2 separate regions of the Zea mays genome follow, and region 2 is linked to region 1. A link is a contact called in public Hi-C data. All regions are on one chromosome and are shown on one strand. The core of a region is the stretch at or near the end of the contact, and the rest is flanking DNA. Distances in the headings are between cores, read along the strand shown.

Region 1 (2,700 bases), core at 19-2,518:
CCCAATTTGTAAATAATAAGAGAAGGGTGATCTTATTACATGTATTTTCTTCCAATTATTGGAACATGTGAATAACCATAATTAGAGTGAATAATTAACTAATGGCACATAAATAATTTATGCATCATGTTGGAGTTTATTTGTGTGTGCATTTAATAATAATAATAATATTAATAGAAATACATTAATGTCCAAATTTGGATTTAAGACCTAGTTTACATTATAGAATTTGGAGAAAGAGAAGGAAAATACTATACAAAATAAAAAAATAAATATATAAATAAATAAAACCTTTTCAAACTTGTATCGTTAAATTATACATTAGATCTGAGTACAAAAATTCACAACCACATTTGAATTCAAACTAGGATTTAAAAGTAAAAAAGAGAAAATAGAAAAAAAGGAAAAACGCAGCTATACCTTGTTGGGTCGGCTTCTCCCCGCTCGGCCCACCAACAGCCCTCACGAGTAGCTCAACTGGGTTAGGCGTGGCGCCGACGGGGGCCCCCTTGGCCAGCCACATTGCGTGGACTCCCCTTTCTTTCACTGACTAGTGGGTCCTGCAGGTCTAGCCCGCGCACTATCCCAGGTGGGGCCTTGGTCCACTGTTTACCTTCTTCCACAAGTGCCTGCATTCGCCCACCTCCCAACTACCTCCGTAACCACCGGTCGGGCATGCCAGACCTGCATGGAGACTCCCTGGGCTCCTAGTTATATGATGGGTAAACCCTCTCTCGTGCCCTCTAACCCAATCACGTAAATTCCCTCACGGCACCACAGTATCGGGGAAATTGCAAGCTAGCTTGAATCGGCCGGATCGGAGCTCGGGTTGACCACCGCCGCTGTCGGGACTCCTCTACGACTGCAGTCGGCCGTTGGGTGGAGTTGCGAAGGCGGCATTTGAGAGTTCATCGGGAGCAGGTTGCGGCAGGAAGTCTCGGCGTTAAGGAACCCCCACGTTCTCACCCGACCTCTCTTCGTGGCGATGCACACCTAGACTGAAGTAGAATTGGCTTGCAGCTCGACGTGCGGGGCACGACACCACCATAGTTTCGGCTTCGGTTAGGATGCGGTGGCTGGGGCGAACGATGGTGTGCGACTGGAGGCGCTTCCTGCCGTCGTCGAGGCCCGCATCTCCAGGAACGCGTGGCGGCATGTGGCGCTACAGAGAAGACAACATATTGGCCTTCGATCTCTGTGTGGGCGACCACGATTGGATGGGATCGGGAAACGGTTGTACCCATAGGATTTCAATCCAGCGTGTGTGATTAGATCGGGTGGGACAACTACTGCGATCCGAGATCCTTGCGTACCCCTTCACGCGCGTCAAGTTGCATAAGAGCCCCGAAACTTTATGAAAATAAACCCGCCGTCCACCCTGCGTGCTAAATAAATACAGAAAGGCCCAGACTTCTTTGATTTAAACCCCTGCATTCCTTAGAATTAATGGCGCAGTCCAGACACTTAACAAAGCAGCAAAATTAATATAGAAAAAGTTTTTTAGTGTAAAAATAATTCCAGAATCTTGTTTAATTCTTAGAAAATTCATTTTAACAACTTTTTAATCCATTTCAGTTGCATTAATTTTGTATTAACATTGTTTATCACTTGGTAACTCTGTTTTAGCATGAAACCTAGACTAAAATTAACTACTTGATTAATTTTGTACCAAACACATAAAGACTTCGAAAAATCATAACTCGTAATCCGTAACTCTGAATTTAGTGACTCTCGAACCTACGATCATGTTACGATGAGTAGATTATTATTATCCATTATGTTCCTCTGATTGGTGTGATGCTAATTTATCCCATACTATGTTTGTTTGTATTGCTTCGAGTAGATGAGCAAGTGATTGAGGACCCAGATGTTCAGCAGGTAGAAGTTGCCGAGCAGGAGTTCGTTGAAGGCAAGTTGTGCCCTTGACCACTTTTATTTACCCAATAATGTTATCTATAATCATTTTGGCATGCACAAGCTTAATTTTGATGGGCCCTAATAGGTCACCCTAGTTTGGTCATCTTTACACCTTGTTTACCCCTGAACTTTTGGGTAGTCTTTGCTATTGCTATATATGGTTTTGGGTGTTGAGATAACTATTACACATGATCATTCTTTATTATTATTGTTCTATTTCTGTTCATGATAAGACTATTATGTTAATTGGAACATGGAGCTTAACTTGAGAAACACGTGCCACCACAAGGGTGATATGGGACGTCCTTGGCTGACTAATTAGGAAAGCAAGTGGAGGTCTACCTTACCCGAAATGGGCAAGGGCAATAGGGGAGTTGGCGTGTAGGGAGGTTCTTGGGTTGATTTTTCTGTGATGGCGGTCAGACAGGGAATTCCTGCATTGCGCTCCCTAGAAACTGTAGCGGATTTTCTGTAGCTAGTGGAACTTTGTAAAGGCCTCGTAGTGTTACCCTGCCTCGCTTCCTTGGTAGAGGTGTATGGGGCCCATACAACCCCGTGGTAGATGGGTAACATGACTTGTGGGTAAAGGGTACAACCTCTATAGAGTGTAAAACTAGTATACTAGCCGTGCTCGCGGTCATGAGCAGCTCAGGACTCTTGCATGATTAATTTATGGAATTAAATTCAATTTGTCATTTGCATCGCATTGTGGTTTGTTATTAATTTTATCTATTATTACTCTGGTTTGGTATCTACTTACAGTTAGTAATTGCTAATAAAATT
Region 2 (2,790 bases), core at 2-2,501, 290 kb after region 1:
ATTATGGCCCGGTTCACGGTCCGCGAGCTCACCTCCGGCGTGATCTTCACCTGCAAAACCACGCGTGGAAAAAAGAAAACAAATAAAAGCGTCGCCTTTTGATCTCAATTGCGCAGCGCTGGCGGTCCTCAAGGCCAGCGAGGTGGAATGGGCGGCGAGCACTTACATCGTACTGGGTGAGGTCCTTGTCCGGGAGCTCGGCGAGGAAGTGGTTGGCCTTGACGACGCAGCGCGCGCCCACCGTCCCGAACCCTGGCCGGCGGCAGAATGACAGCCCCTTGCTCGGCACGGGCGGCCCAATGACCGTGCGCGGCGGAGGCGCCTGCGTCTGCGCCTGCGCTGGCGCTAGTAGCGCGGCGCGAGGCTCACCGGGCGCCTTGGCCCTGCCGCGGCGCCTCCCGCCCCCTCTGCACCTCTTGCCTCCCTCCGGCACCGGCAGCACGGCCGCCGCCGCCGCGGGCTCTGCCTTGGGCTGTGTCACGCTGCTCTGCAGCGGTTGCTTCCTCCGCTCCGCGTGCCCGCCCTTGGCTGATGACCCCTGGTGGAGCCGCGCCTGCGGCGGCGGCGGCGGCGGCGTCATGTCCAGGACGACCTCGAGCATGTGATGTGATGTGATGTGACCACTGGAGAGGGCCGGCGAGGTCCGTTTGGTTACCCGACAAGGCGGCAGAAGCTCGCCTGCGCGGAAGCCTTATAACGTGATCAGTCAGTGGTCTAGTATGCTGGTAACTAGCAGCGGCAAAGGCGAACTCATCAGAAGCTGAGCTGAGCAGAATGGGAGGAGCAACGAGCCAAGCAGCCGCCGCCGCCGCACTGTGAAAACGAAGCGTCACGCAAGGTAAAAAAAAATGAAAAAAAAATGCGGCGCGGGGGCGGGACAGAACAGAAGGGCATTAGAAGAACCTCTCTCTCTCTCTCTCCAGCGGCACGGCAGCATTGACGCGGCAGCAACTGCGCGGAGGCAGGTTTGGCCTGCTATGCTAGGGACTGGGCGGCCGGCGGGCGGCGCGGGAACGGGACCGGCCGAGGGAGGGGGAGGGGTAGGGTAGTCTGTGAACGGTCATAGTCTGGTGAACAGTCATGACGGAAGCGGCAGCGACGTCCTCACTGTTTTTTACCAACAAAGGTGGCAGGCGTCGGAGAACCGGGGATTGTGCTGGAGGTCCACTAGCGCGGGCGGCAGCGGCAGGCAAGCCATGCATGGTGATGGCGCGGCCCGTAAAAAAGCCGTGGAAAACGAGCCGGGGCACGCACGCACGAGAGACGAGACAGTGGATGGATGGGCTTCGGTTGGTGTGTTTCCAGGGGGAAGAATGGATGGGGATTTTTATAGAAAAGCGTGGCGGCACTCCATCGCACGCAGCTCGCTGCGTAGTATGTGTTCGGAATGTTTTTTTTATTAATCTGTGGATGGTGACAAAACAAGTGCAGAATAATCCGCTACTACTGCTGGTACTAGCACCTAAGTAGTCCAGATGCTACTACGGCTCGAGAATGGGTCTCATGCATGCATGCATCACTCTCGAAAGCAGTGTATATAAACTGTGAGCCGAGGCCGAGCCGGGCGGGGCCAGGCCTCTGCAGGACACTGTCACGATTTTCTTGTGACACCACACTGGACACAGAACAGATGCACATTGTGTTGGGGGGCAAAACATCTACTACCACAGTGCGGTCCGTTCGAGTTGGAGGGGAAAAAACAAATAGGAAGCCAAATCGAAGAGAAGAGCCAAATTGAAGGTGAAACTTCTTCACATGGACTTTACCGTTTGTCTATACCTAATTACCTATACAGTACTACTATTAGGTCACCAGCATGGTCCAGAGTCCAGACAAGCACCGGCACGAGCCTCTAGGTTTGGCAAAACAAAGCGGAGAAAACGCAGCAAAACGCCAGAGAGACGAGCGAGAGCAAGCTAGCCGCCTCGACGGCCGCGCTCGCGATTTGGAAGCGTGCCCCCCCCCCCCCCCCCCCCCCCCCCCCCCCGACAAGAAGGCGCTCCAACACTATCGCAGAACAGACTCGCCGGCATCGCCGCACAAGCCACTGGCGGCCACCGGCCAGTCCCTCATGGGTGAAACCCGTTTTTAATCACGGCCGCCCCCGCCCGCCCGTGTTCGCTTCTGCCAGGCAGCGGCAAGCACAGAGGGCGCGGCGGTCCAGTCCAGCAGCAACAAGCACCGCAGGCCCTAGTTCCTCGTAGCCACGTCTACTCACACGCCTACGAGCTGAGCCTGAGCATGCGTACAGAACGTGCCGCCGCAGACAGCAGCAGGCTTGCTTGCATTGCATTGCAGCGGCGTGCGCGCGGCCGGGCAGGGCAGGACGTCGCATGCCCGCCGGGGGCGGCACGGGCGCGCGTGCCGAGGTCGTGGGGCTGGCGGGCGAGCGACAAAGCGGAGCGTTCGGGCAAGGCGGGGCAGGCAGGCAGGCAGGCCTACACGCGCATGCAGTGTCCAGGCGGGTGGGAGCGGGAGCAGGAGCAGCGTCGCTGCTGCCGCAGCGCGCGGCGGGCCCTCCCTGCCGGTGCGGTGCGGAGGGAGAGGTACGTACCAGAGCTAGACCGCTAATACTACCACTGGCTGGCCGGAGCTGTAGCCGGGCAGCCGTCGCATGTGCATGTTGCGGGGCGCGACCGCGCTAAGCGAGGATAAATGCATGCCCGGCCTGTGCGCACGCCACGCCAAGCGAGCGACGGGGTATGCGTATTGTCTGCTGCTGCTGCTGCTGCTGCTGGTGGCCGGGCCGGCGCCTGCGGCAGCAGCAAGGCGTGCTGGACTGTTGGTAGG

What was found. Hi-C and Micro-C count contacts between places; a contact is called where the count stands out from the background.
Region 2: a Hi-C map of endosperm shows a contact between it and region 1, with 2.7 times the contacts expected there. The contact joins the promoter of LOC103629795 here to the enhancer-like site in region 1. A contact is called at or near these places in 2 of 25 Hi-C or Micro-C datasets (ear and endosperm).

Annotation. Positions count from the first base shown.
Region 1 is chr6:113,079,288-113,081,987 of Zm-B73-REFERENCE-NAM-5.0, forward strand. No RefSeq gene overlaps it. Among protein-coding and RNA genes, the nearest start is that of LOC103629787, 12 kb to the left of the region's middle. Within about 2 kb of position 1,269, at least 18 of the 20 cell types and tissues checked have an H3K27ac peak or open chromatin away from gene starts, as enhancers often do. A contact at or near this core is called in ear and endosperm, where this site is marked.
Region 2 is chr6:113,365,457-113,368,246 of Zm-B73-REFERENCE-NAM-5.0, forward strand. LOC103629795 (protein argonaute PNH1) reads right to left here and starts at 1,252. Exons shown (of 22, transcript XR_004850250.1): 1 at 167-1,252; 2 at 1-50.